Regions from separate parts of the Gossypium hirsutum genome. Here region 2 is linked to region 1. The links are chromatin contacts, called in public Hi-C maps. All regions are on one chromosome and are shown on one strand. The core of a region is the stretch at or near the end of the contact, and the rest is flanking DNA. Distances in the headings are between cores, read along the strand shown. Region 1 holds the start of LOC107930147 (protein OCTOPUS). Region 2 holds the start of LOC107930127 (glycerol-3-phosphate 2-O-acyltransferase 6).

Region 1 (7,210 bases), core at 4,404-6,903:
TAGTAAAAGTTAAATTGAAATAGAGTAGAACACAATAAAATGAATGCATCTAACATCTATAAAGTGAAAATTTTCTTTAATATTATTGAAATGAATGGTATAACAGAATGTCACAACTATGAAACAACAATGAATTTCCACTCTCGCTCAGCTCCATTGATATTTGTTTCTCCACTGAATCAATAATTTAAATAATAATATTACTTTATAAGAAAATTAAATATAAAAAAGAAGCAGCAGAAATAGCCATGGCTAGATGGGCTTTTAGTGGGTACATTTTGGACCATTTTAATAGAACTGAACCTAAAGCCAGCCCAACTATTTATCTACGGGCAAAAATAAAAATATGGCCTGAACAGCTCAAAGCTAATTCCGTGTTTGTTGTATAAATTTATGGGATTTTGGCAAAAGTGGGTACAAGCATTACGGAGTAGACTTCATCATGCCACAATTCACTTGAAGGTCCTCCCCGAAATAAAAGAATTTAGATAAAAAAAAGATATAAATTCGAAAAATAAGTTTAGATAAAGAAAAAATTTGTTTTCTAAATGGATTAAGTTTCGGGTAGATTTTTTTCTTTGGCTCAGTATGGATCGCATGTCTATTCTTTTGTAATTTTAATTTGTTGAGAAACATTTATTTTAATATTTGTTGTATATTTGATGTATTATATTTTTTGAATTTATTTTTATATAAAAATTAATCTAAAAAATTACAATCAAGCTTGGGTTTAGCATTTTTAATATGGGTCGGGCTTGAGCAAAATTTTGCATTAACCTAGCCCGACCCATGATCTGATCTATTTCAGAGGCTAAGAATCAGATTGCATGTTGTCCTCTTTACTAAAAAAAGAAAATCAAATTAGTCTCTATACAATAGATTAAATATCAAACTGGTTATTCTGTTAAAAATTCCATTTATGTCTATTGTTAAATGCTAACGTGGCTAACGTAGCATCTACATAGTGACACTTGGTGTGTCACGTGTATCTCATGCTGACACAACAATTTTTGAAAAATTAAAATCCTAAAATTAAATGATCTTTTATAATCATTTAAAAAATTCATATCCAAGATGAACCTGAACAAAAGTTTAGCTTGTATGTAATTTCTTAGATAATTATTAAAAATATAATAATTACTAAAAATTATAAGAAATTATAAATAATCAAAAAGTTGTACAAATTATAAAAATTATATATATACACATATAACATGTTTAAAGAATTCAAATATATATATATACATACACATATTTTCTTAATCGAATTAATATTTTTAATTATAAGTTGATGACTCCTATTTTATTATTATTTTATTATTATTCTTTTTTTTTATAATTTCTTGTAATTCATATATATACACATATGTAATAGTAACATTTCACAATATATTTTTTTATTATTTTAAAAAATTTAATAATTATTAAATAAATTTCTATACTTTTTTTATTATTTTTATAATTATTTAAGAATTTACTTCAGAATGAACTTAGATAAACAACCATTTTATCTAAGCTCATTCTAGAATTTATTTTAAATAATTTTAATAATTTTATTATTATTTAAATACCAAGTACAATATGAACATAAACAACCAATTGTCTAGTTCAATTCGGAAATGATTTTTAAATAATTATTAAAAAAAACATTTTTATTTTGAGATTTTTTTAAGTATACAATTTAACTTTTAATACAATTAGCTCCGTTCTACTCTTATCTCAATAAATACTATAACATCCATACTTGAGTGAAAAACACTATCTTATTGCACCGCTAGTCGTAGAAATTTAAGACTTTTTCGTCTCTGCATCTAATTGGCGAAAAGTTGCAGCCCTCGAGGCTATTTTAGTTGCTTTGTGTTCTCAGTTCATCTATAAATAGACATTGTTATCAGAAGCGGAAAAGGTAAACAATAAGTAAAGGCACTTCTTATATCTAACTAACAGCATTTCTGCTCTATACATAGCTGATATCCATAGTTGTTTAGGTAAATATGGCATAATTAGGAAACCCCAACTCATAACTTAAAACTTGAGTTTGATACATGAAGTACTTTTCTTAGTGATCTTAGCTGCAATCAACAAAACCCAAGTCAGTTTCCAATCTTAGTGATATGGCCATTGGGTTTTGAGCTTCTTTTCTTTTTCTCTTTTTTTATTTTTTTATTTTGCCTTTATTGCTTTCTTTCTTTCCTTCTCTGTTGAGGAACATGCTGGGTTCTTTTCCTAGTCACCTTTTGACTTTAGAGGCTAAAACTTGATGATTATGAAGCTTTTTTACATGTTTAGAGAAAGGAGAAAGCATGATTTCCAGCTCTTTTGACTGAAAATGTTGTTAAGTTAGATTCCTTTACCAAAGATCAACCTTGTTAATGGGGGAAATAATCATTGCTTCCTTTCATTTCTGTTTTGCTTCAACATTTATTGGATCATTCATGCACTATTCTTTTCTTATTCACAAAGAGTTTAACCATGTTGCCAGCCTGCCTAACATTCATACTTCTTTCATAGCATGTAAAATAATTAAGATAATCAGACGGTCTACATTGAATCAAACCTGCAGTTCCTAAGCAACTAGCCATTAAAACCCCAACAAGACCCAGCCAGTTGAGTACTAACTAGGCACTACCACTAGCAGAAGATCAAAAACCGAAGAATATTTCATAGAAAAGAAAACCTTTATCAGATGATCTTGTGAATCAAACTAGTTAAACCACATGAACTTGGAAGATCCCAATGCTAACATAAGACCCAGATGGAGCAATTTCATGCTTAGGATCCATCTCATAAAAACTCATTTCATAGTTACAAACAAGGCTTGCATGAAATTTTGTTTGATTCTTGTCCTGTATGGACTGATTCATGAGTCATGTCATAAATGAGAATTGGAGAAGATGATATGAAATTACAATGCTTTGGAGTCCAATTGTACAAAATTTCCAGATTTTAATAACAATAAAGTTTGAAAGTAGGCCAGCCCAGTAAAGCGAACAATAAGATTCAAAACTCATGGAAGTGGAACAACACTACATGACAAATAGCAACTTCAAGGGAGCATGCATGCATGCATGCCCACTTCCACATCAGTTCCCAACATGCCAAATGCCATGAGTAACATACTTCACCAACCAGCTATCACTCAACTCTAGGTGAGACAAAGAAATAACATAAACACAGCTTATCTGCATTCTCTATGTTCAAGCCTTTTCTGGTAAAAACAGAACAGAAGAAAGGGAAGACTCAAAATGTTGAAGAAAATGTGACTAGAAACAAGAAAACATATTGTTATTTCAACAGTGAAGGCTAAAAATGTTCAAGAAATGCTTTTGTTTTAATCTAACCAACCACCAAAATACAGAGGCATGTTTGGTTACATAACAAGTGCAGCAAAATTAACATTAAACCAAAGAAAAACAACTTATGAATCTAAAATTCAGTACAACCTTAGTAAGGTCCTTGCAATAGAATGTGCATTGCTTGCCCTGGTTTTGCCTGACCCACCTCTCCGGCTGGCGCTCATCGGTGCCATGTAGAACCTTAACAGTCCATTATCAAAGTGATTTGGTGAATATCTTGCACTCCTGTTCCTTTCCAACACAAAATCATCTTTTTTCTTCTTGCTATGCCCATTTGACTCAACATAGTTCTTCCTTGCACCACTAAATGATCCTGCACCGAAACTGCTAGAATTCCTCCAGCTTACGCTGCTATTGCTCCTCATTACCTTTGGATTAAAACCTCCTCTCACATCTCCATTCCTTTCCCCTCTCAACTCAGGCCAAGATTCTGAATATGACCTCTCCACACCGTTAGCTCTAGAATACCTATCTTCATCCTCATCTTTGTTAACACTCTTCCTGTTAATAAAGCCCCAAATGTTCCAAGCTTTACTCCACCTCCGCGACTTCTTAGATGACTCTTTCTGTTCCCCATTCCCAATCACAGATGCATTATCTTTGAAGCCAATCTCAAAAGTGTCTGAATAATCATCCCTCAAAGAATTTGAATCCCTGGAATCCCTATCAGGAATGACAGGCTTAGGTCCATGGGTGTAATCAACAGTTGCAGGGGAAACCTTTGTACTAGAAACCGACCTCATTTCCTCCATTTCAGCCACTATAGCTGCAGCAGTCTTCCTACTAGAACTGGACCTGTCAAGACTTTTTCTTCTCCTAGAATCAGAATAATAATCCCTTGTTTGAGCTGACCCTCCAGGAAGCGATTCATCCTCCTCAGTAACAGAATTCATAGCCGTCGGGTCCTCCACAGGGATCTGAGTATCAGACCTCATAACATGATGAACTGGAGCATCTTCCGCAACGGAAACCATTGTGGGCATTCTTGGGAACATTCTCCCCATCAGATATCCATCGCAGGAAGCTCTTGGTTCATCAAAAGAATATCTGGGATCATCACATGACATTCTTGCTGCATCAAAAGACATCCTTGGTGCATCAAATGACATCCTCCCAGCATCAAGGGAAAACCTTGGGTCTGTATCACAAGACCTTCTCCCGAACCCATAATCCGCAATTTCTGACTGGGTTTCTCTGTATTGTCTCCCTATGGGCTTCTCCACTGGCAATCTCGCTGACCCACATCCATTTCCCCTCTTTTTAAGTTTTTGTTTTTGCCTCCATTTTTGTAATTTCTTGCTGAAGACTGAAGCAGCTGACCAGAAACTCCCAGCAATCTCTTTGAGATCTCGTCCAGAAGCGTTCTTTGTTTGCGAATCAAGATCTATATGATCCTTCATGGGCTTCAGCTGCTCTTCTTGGCACAGTTCCTTTTCGTATTCTTCCACAATTTCTTCAACTTTCTCTTCTATCAAATTCGTAGCAGAAGCAGCCACATTGGGCGGTTGTTCTTCTACGATCACTATGTCGTCATTGTGATCGGTTTCACTCTCAGTTTGGTCTTCTTCTTTGCTTTCAAAAACAGGACCTTGACCAACAGTCGAAGAAGCCAAATTTCGAGCTTCAGCTTCAGCAACTTCAGAAGACCTCCCGTTTGCAGTTGCTTCTTGATGAAAGAGTGACCAAAGGGTGTTTCGAGCCCTAACGTCACAAGATTTCCTCTGGGGCTCAAAAACACCAGAGAAACCCTCGTTTTTCGAGGCCGAAAAGGACTTTGTTCGCCGGAGCTCGGGAAAAAACCCGGACTGTGTACCACCTCCTCCGGAAGGCTTGAAAATGGCTTTAAGTGCAGCGGTGGCGGTTGAAGTACTGGCGGCGATGGGAGGTTTCCGAGAAGAAGAAGAAGCAGAAGAAGACGAAGGCTCGAGAACAGCGAGACGTTCGTAGAGGCATGAGGGGCAAAAGCCAGTAAAATGCTCTTGAGGATGGCGGTCACAGGAGGTAGAAGGACGGTGAGGCTGAGGCGGTTGTGGCGGCGGTGCTAACCCAGGAACTGGTGGCTCCACGTTGGGATTCATAACCGGTAGTGGCATGAGAGGAGCGCTCTGCTCATATTAGTAGCTTCAGTCAGAGAAAATTAATAAATTATAAAATTATAAAATAAAAAAATAAAATGTAAGAGAAATTAGTTTTTGTTTAATTTGGTTTTCCCCTTTCCCTCTGGGATTGGGCCTTTCAATACTGTTTAGCTCCAAAAGACAGTGACAAGAAAGAAAGAGAAAACAGAATGATGGTAGTAACTGGAAAAAAAAATTAGAAAATAAAGATAAATAGTAAAAAGAAGAAGACATAAATAAATAAATAAATAATAGAAAATCTCGGCGAGTGACCCATGACACGTATACTTTAGTTAGGGTTTTCCACTTAAATATTGTAAAATATTTAATTAAAAGGGATAAAACAATTTTTAGTCCCTAAATTTAACTATTCTTACAACTTGGTCCTTAAACTATTTTTGGTCCACATTAGTCCCAGAACTTGGTAACTTTTTTTCAATTTGATCCCAAGGTGTGATGACATGACACTCTTAGATTGTACTATATCATCACTTGAAAATTTTAAATATATATAATTAAAAAATAAAAAAATCCAAGTAGCGACGTGGAATAATCTCAAAGTGTCACGTTGACATACCTTACTTGAATCCAACTTTAGGGACCAAATTGGGAAATTTGCCAAGTTAAAAACTAATGTGGACCAAAATAAATTTATGGATTAAGGTGAGAAAAGTTGCTAAGTTTAATGACTAAATGTTGCCTTATCCCTAATTAAATCTTAAAATAGGTTTCTTCAAAAGTTAATTCTCAAAATGTGTTTTTAGGGTTTGAGTTTTGTAATATGTAATGTGCCATCAAACTTTTTGCATCCCATTAGAATCAAGACAATCATTATGAAATGATTAAAAAAGTACCTATAGATATGAAGTTCACCATAAATTATTTAAGTTTTAAACTATAATAATATAATGTAATTTTGTAAGGATATGGATAACACTTAAATAGAACTTGACATCCGTAGGTGTCAAGGTCTTCATGGCTTTTTTAAATATGTAAATAGTAATCTATATCCGATTATTTGAAAAGAGAAACGAAACTTTGAATACACCTCACCACCTCTTTAAAAAACTTCTAAATGAACCTAACCTTAAAATCTATAAATATTCCATCCAACTCATTAGTTTTTTTAGAAAACCCAAAATATTCGTTTTATACATTTTATACTATGATACATACTTAAGATTTTCTAAATAGATGTTTTCAATCATAAAATGATATGTCACTCAAAATTTTACAATAATGGAGGATTCTCTAATGGTTTATTGTCATAGTAATATGGGAGTAAATCCACTTGATAGTAGAATCATTCATCACCTAATAGCCATTGATTTCAATAATGATAGCCTTGGAAAGTTATGTCCATTTCGACATTCATCTCTCTCTGATTGACTAATGGAGACCCGAGACTCATACATTTTATCTCTTATACAAAAAGTAACAATAACGTTAGAAGATGTGACATTACTAACCATAAGTCTGATTTCTTTAGACTTTGAGTTAAGGTCACATGGTAAAATAGTTGATTTAAGCATCTCCCAATGAATCCAGCACTTGAAGATATTGAACATCATGCTAGAACTTACATTTTTCACTTGATTAGAGATGTGCTGATGTCAGAATAATCTGACAACTTAGTTTATACCATATATCTCCCATTATTATATAATTTTAGAATGACGAATACGTACAGTTGAGGGTCTGTTGTTTTGACATGCCTATATAGAAGGCATTATGTAA
Region 2 (7,001 bases), core at 2,388-4,887, 780 kb before region 1:
TACTTGTACAATTATAATGTTTGGATCTCTTTTAGTCATTCCTTCAATTATTTATTTCACCTTTTATTTTCATAAGGCAGAAAAATGAAGATTGATCATATTTCCAAACTTCTAAGAACTTTCGTATATCATATTTCCAATTGATGAAAATAGTGGAAAAAGACAGAATAATTAAGTAGAGTTGGTTAGAGAGGTTATCGGAGATGCCAAAAAGTTTCCAACCTTTCAACAACAAAAATCCTGCCACACTCTTTGCTAATGTGGTTTTACTTGCCTTTCTTAGCTGCCAACAAGACTTTGGATTTTGGTTGATATATGCCTTCACAAATTTTTATTTTTTATTTTTATAAATTTCCTTAACTCTTTAGTTATTTATATATCCACCTTCTCATCACAAACTTTACTTAATGCTTTATATTATATTAAATTTTATAAAACTAAACCAAACATATTGTATACTCTTATATAAATTTAAGGAATTATAATAAAAATATACAAAAGATATTTATAAAATTATAATAAAATGTATAAAATAATTATGAAATTTTAAGAAATAGTCCTTAATTATACTTGAATAGCATTTGAGATTTAGTTTATGTATTTAAAATTTTTAAATTTAATTTTTTATTTTTTCAATTTAAGAATTCTTACTCAAATCATTGTTACTCTTCATCTATATAATCGCGCACTCATGCCAACTTTAAAGCAAATCATTATGAATTTAGTAAGCTCATGCACAATTGTTAAGACCGCTAAAATTAAATTTTTACTAAAAATTAAACTTGTAGATAGCAATGAGTAGGGTCAAATCTACAGTTACCAAACATAATTTTATTTTTTAATTTACAAGAAAAATAAAAATAAAGTAAGAGGGTTTAAATTTGAAAAAAAAAGGGTAAAAAGAGATTGTAAAATAAAGGATAAGAAAATTAATGTAACAAAGCTCCAACTAAAAGTAAAATATCTGTTTAATTCAAGAGTTTGATCATCATTGTAAAGATGAATTTTAGTGTTTTTTGAGTTTGGGTTGTGAAATTGGTATATTATAGGCCCAAAATGGAGTTTTATAGTTTAAGTTATGATCAAAATACCGTAGTAGTTGTGTTGAAAGTCTAATCCGTAAAAACTTATCAAAATAAATTTTAAGTTCACTTTTCTCCAATTATTCACCTAAATCAATAATAAAATAAAATATAAGTTTAAATACTATAATTAATAGCTTAAATAGCATAATTGAAGGAAAAATATTACACATAATTAAGAACTTACGCACTTATCAACACATCTCATAGTCAACAAATTGTGATAAAAATTATTACCGTTATTAGTGAATGATCTAAAATTTTTATATAAAAATGTAAAAAAAAAGGGTAATCTACAAAAATAGTCACTTTTGTTTGCCCTAGGTTACATTTTAGTCACTTATGTTTGAAATGTTACATTTTAGTCCCTTATGTTATTATTTTGTTACGAAGTGATCACTCTACCATTAAGTTCCGTTATCTCTCTAACGGTAATCCTATGTGGCAGTCCAACTAGATCTTAGGTGCTAACTTGGATTTCTAAATGAGATGAAAATAGATTTTTAATTAAAAAAATTAATTAATTAAAATTTTTAAACCTAAACTTAACTAAAAAAATTGTTCAATCTCCTATTTTTTATTTTTCTTCCGTCTCTTCTTTTTTTTAATAGTTTTTTTATTTGACTAGAAAAACTATTATTAAGATCAAAATAGTTGAAATTAAATTGACCTCTTCATAAAAATGGATTCAATGGAGGGTTCAGGTATGTCTTCTTTGCATTCCTCTATCTCTTTTATTCAATACTGAAAAACAAAAGATTAAATTTTTTATTGTTTAATGAAATCCCTAAATTAAAATTCTTGAAATTAAAAAACAATTTCTTAGATTTTTTGGTAATCCACTTGAATGCCTTCAAAAATTTTAATTTAGGGTTTTTATTAAACAATAAAAAAAACTATTCTTTTGTTTTTCAGTATTGAATAAAAGAGATACAGGAATGCAAAGAAGACATGCCTGAACCTTCCATTGAATCCATCTTTATGAAGCAGTCAATTTGATTTCAACTATTTTGAACTTAATAATAATTTTTCCAGTCAAATAAAAAAAATCATTGAAAAAAGAAGAGACGAAAGAAAAATAGAAAAGATGAGATGAACAGTTTTTTTAGTTAAGGTTTAGGTTTAAAAATTTTAATTAATTAAATTTTTTAATTAAAAATCTATTTTCATCTAGAAATCTAAGTTGGCACCTAAAATCTAGTTGGACTGCCACGTGGGATTACCGTTAGAGAGATAACGGAACTTGACGGTAGAGTGATCACTTCGTAACAAAATAATAACATAAGTGACTAAAACGTAACATTTCAAACATAAGTGACTAAAATGTAACCTGGGACAAACAAAAGTGACTATTTTTGTAGATTACCCAAAAAAATTAACTTTTTAATTGCAAAAACTATACTTTATTATTTTTATACATGTTTTAGTATATAAATTAGCAATAAATTAATTCAATTAGTAATATTTAGTCACTATTGTGCCTTAATTTTATCAAAGAGAAAGAAATAATTTATTTTAAAAAAGTCATATTTTTTACTAGAATTTTTATTTATTTTCAAAATTTAAATTTAAATTTATAATAAGCAAACTAGGCATAAATATTTACAAAAATACAAAAAGTGACATTCTATTAAATATAAGGGGAGGGGTGGGATAAAGCCGCTCAAGAATCTGATTCAAATAATAATAATAATAATAATAATAATAATAATAATAGCCTATTAAGATTAAGGCAGAAGCCAATAATTTTGGATATTTTGCCATCCTACTACAAAAGTTGCGGAAAGTGAAGCCAAAATATAAAGCCCTTGAGCTACCTCCACCTGGTTCAACTGCATTACCCTTATCCCACCCGTTTTGAATTCAATGTTTTACACTCAAAATTAGCTATATATTAGTATACTTTTTCTTTTATCCTTACAGGCCTGGTTCCTTTTTTTTTTTTTTTTAGGATTAATGGCCACATGCTACCTATTTTTTGGTCACTTTCACTAGACAAAACTCTCATGCTAAATCAACAAATAATTATCATTGAATTAAATATTATATGACCCAAAAATTCGACGACAGACGGCTATCTTTCTAACCTAATTTCGGTAGAATTTATGCTTGGATTAAGCAATTGGGAATTTTTTTTATAGACTTGTCTGCGCAAGTAAAACAAGTAATTTACAACAAATTTGGCTGCTTCTTGTTGAAGTTATAGTAAAATACTAATACCCAAGAAATATGTAACAGGATACATTTTATTTTTGAGGTCGATTGAATGAAAAGTAAAAAGTGATATTTACATATCATTTATTAAATAAAATTGTTGATAAAACTTAAATCTTGATATTTATCGAATTTATCGGGACTTTTTACTCTTGAGAAAAAAAGAGAGGGTGTTTTAATAAGCGGCGTGGCCGGCGCCTGGAAACTAAAAAAGTAGGCTAATTGAATGAAATGATGGTGTTGGTGTCCACCTCCAACTACTCCGACCCCTCTTCACAACTGCCCAGGTTTATACGCAAAATACATGTATATATTTGTGTTGGTAAACGTTAATTACTCTATTTATTGATAACGTTTTTTTTTTATCAATGAGAAACTATTGGTTTTCCTTATGCTTTTCTTGGTCTCGACCACGGTTTTCTCATGCTACATAAAGCCAGCGAATCGCTTCAACAATATCATTGCCATTGTCTCTTACACTCCTTTATTTCTAAAAGGGAAAAAACCATTAACCCTCTTCTTCCTGCTTTGCTCTTCCCATAGTCATGGGGGCTCACCCTTGTTTTCAACCTGTTTCGAAATGTATCAGCGAGGGAAGATCAAATCAGACGGTGGCTGCTGATTTAGATGGAACCCTTCTTGTGTCACGTAGTGCTTTCCCTTACTACATGCTTATTGCCCTCGAAGCTGGCAGCCTGTTAAGAGCACTGCTTCTCTTACTATCCGTTCCAGTCGTGTATTTTACCTACTTGTTCATCTCTGAATCTTTCGCCATTAATACCTTCATTTTCATCTCCTTTGCCGGGTTAAAGATAAGAGACATTGAGCTGGTTTCCAGGTCTGTGTTGCCAAAGTTTTATGCAGACGATGTTCACCCCGAGACTTGGAGAGTTTTCAGCTCCTTTGGTAAAAGATACATTATTACCGCAAATCCTAGAATAATGGTGGAACCTTTTGCCAAGATATTTCTAGGAGCTGACAAGGTTATTGGAACGGAGCTGCAAGTGACAAAAACAGGCAGGGCAACTGGGTTTACAATTAAACCAGGAGTTCTCGTCGGAGAACACAAAAGGGCTGCCATCTTGAAGGAATTTGGCACTGAATTACCAGATTTAGGCCTGGGAGACAGAGAAACTGACCATTATTTCATGTCATTATGCAAGGTTCTTAATCACATAACAAACCCTTCCCTTTTCTTTACCGTCATAATAATTGAACTTTTCAAGCTGTTTCCTAAATTAGTATAGGTTCTTAAAACAGATTCCTCAAACATAATTATTAACTATGTGTTTACAAAAAGGTTGGTGAGAGTATTTATGCTCCATAAAGTTTTGTTTGATATTTCTCCTGATGTCTTTCTCAGCCTTTAGATAGCTGCTGGCTTTTTATAGTTACAACTTAAATTTCTAATGGTCCACATGGTCCCCTACTAATCTCTTCAATTTCGTTATACCATGATTAATGACTCGTGAAACTGAGATTGTCAACTTCAACATGCAATTTAATTTTCACATTTTCAGGCCATTGTTACTCCAATCCTATCCTTGTGATGTTCAATATGTAGTTGTAGCCATAGATATTGAAACTAATGATTCTAATCTTCGATTTAACTCTGTTTTTGTTATAAAACAAACTACCCCATATACATGACGCTAGCTAGTTTTAATTATGCATGGTCTAGCTCTTAAGTTGATGTGTTGTGTGTGTGCAGGAAGGATACATGGTGCCAAGAAGCAAATGCGAGCCATTACCAAAAACCAAGCTTCTAAGCTCTGTTATATTTCATGAAGGACGGCTGGTCCAAAGACCAACCCCATTGGCTGCCCTCTTGACCTTCCTATGGCTTCCTATTGGCTTCATCCTCTCCCTACTAAGGGTCTATCTCAACATCCCTTTGCCTGAGAGAATTGCTCGGTACAATTACATGATCCTAGGAATCAAATTGATTGTTAAGGGTACCCCACCACCTGCACCTAAGAAAGGCCAAAGTGGAGTCCTCTTTGTTTGCAACCATAGAACAGTTTTAGACCCAGTTGTGACAGCCGTTGCCCTAGGCCGAAAAATTAGTTGCGTTACTTATAGTATTAGCAAATTCACTGAAATTATTTCCCCGATTAAAGCTGTTGCTTTATCAAGGGAAAGAGAGAAAGATGCAGCTGACATCAAGCGCCTTCTCGAAGAAGGTGACTTGGTCATATGCCCCGAAGGGACTACCTGCCGAGAACCGTTTCTGCTGAGATTCAGCGCATTGTTTGCTGAACTCACTGACAGAATCGTGCCGGTGGCGATCAATGCAAGACAAACAGTTTTTCACGGAACAACGGTTAGGGGATACAAATTGTTGGATCCTTACTTCGTTTTCATGAATCCAATGCCAACTTATGAGATCACCTTCTTGAACCAGCTGCCTGCAGAGCTCACTTGCAATGGTGGAAAGCCAGCCATTGAAGTTGCAAACTACATACAAAGGGTGCTGGCTGGAACATTGGGGTTCGAATGCACTAACTTGACAAGGAAGGACAAGTATGTTATGCTTGCAGGAACAGATGGTCGTGTTCCATCCAAGAAGGAAAAAGAACAAGAAAAGCAAAAGGCTTAAGGGGATAAATAAAAAGGAGGATCAGTATTCAGAGCTAAATTAATTTATATTGTTTTGTCTATTGTTTTCCATTATGTTAAAAACTGTCTTGACAAATAAAAAATGATTGTGATGCTAATTATAAATAGAATAGCAATGTATAATTTGCTTCTGTTTTGATACATACAAATGTTGAATGTGTTAAGCCAAATGCCTAACAATATGACACCGGTATATGCGACCCTATCTGCATTCTGATTCTTTCAGGATTTGGGATATCACCATTGTTTCAAAAGAAAGGAAATTGAATGATGATCATTAAGTTAAAGATGAACAGTCATTAATAACTTCTTTAAAATTAGCTCAGTGTCGGTGATTTTTGTGGAAATCTTCCCATTTCTTCTTAATATCTCCCATTGAATTTAACAAATGAGCAATATGACCAAGGCTACAACCTACAAGCAATCTGGATTTGGTTAACTTCAAAGCAGTAAAGAACATAAGCAATTCACGAAACAATAAATCCACCATAATTGTATCTAATAAAGTATTAGAAAATTCAGTGGACTGGTTAGGATTTGAGTGGTCCATCTTGGCAAAGGTGACCATTGACCATTGACCATTGACCAATGACCGATCCCCATCTTCCTTCCTTGAAACAGCTGGATTTCTTACATCCCAGCCTCACAATTCAACTTATACTCCTGGCTGTGGAAGAAAGAGCATTGAAGTTGATACAACACTCTGTAGTTGCTTCAAATGCGGCAGTATGTTAAACACCCTGTCGGGTGTCAGACAGCCCCACAATTGCAGCACCTCTTAAATTTTGTCTGTTTAATGTAAGGGCCGAGCATTTATTATATTGTTATCTTAGTAAAACTCTGATATTTTCTTACTGATCAGTATATTGTTCAGTCTTAGAATATCCTTTTTGACGTGTGTATGGATGTGTGATCCTACTTATATTCTATTAAAAACATTTGATAGGCAAAAAGGGTTGCTTCAAACTTCCAAGTTCCATTACTTGGTCGTAAAGAAAGAAAATTGGAGGTTGCAATGTATACAACTCATGGAATCCAATCCAACTACTTCACCATTAGGCTATGGACAAGTTGCGATCCTTGTAG

What was found. A called contact is a pair of places that touch in the nucleus more often than the background predicts.
Region 2: a contact with region 1 is called in a Hi-C map of leaf, with 4 times the contacts expected there. The contact joins the promoter of LOC107930127 here to the promoter of LOC107930147 in region 1. A contact is called at or near these places in 2 of 34 Hi-C or Micro-C datasets (both in leaf).

Annotation. Positions count from the first base shown.
Region 1 is chrA04:75,768,090-75,775,299 of Gossypium_hirsutum_v2.1, reverse strand. It overlaps LOC107930147 (protein OCTOPUS), which reads right to left and starts at 5,653. Exons shown (of 1, transcript XM_016861720.2): 1 at 3,265-5,653. The coding sequence starts at 5,449. The coding sequence ends at 3,434.
Region 2 is chrA04:76,551,135-76,558,135 of Gossypium_hirsutum_v2.1, reverse strand. It overlaps LOC107930127 (glycerol-3-phosphate 2-O-acyltransferase 6), which reads left to right and starts at 3,637. Exons shown (of 2, transcript XM_041111389.1): 1 at 3,637-4,459; 2 at 5,008-6,056. The coding sequence starts at 3,842. The coding sequence ends at 5,895.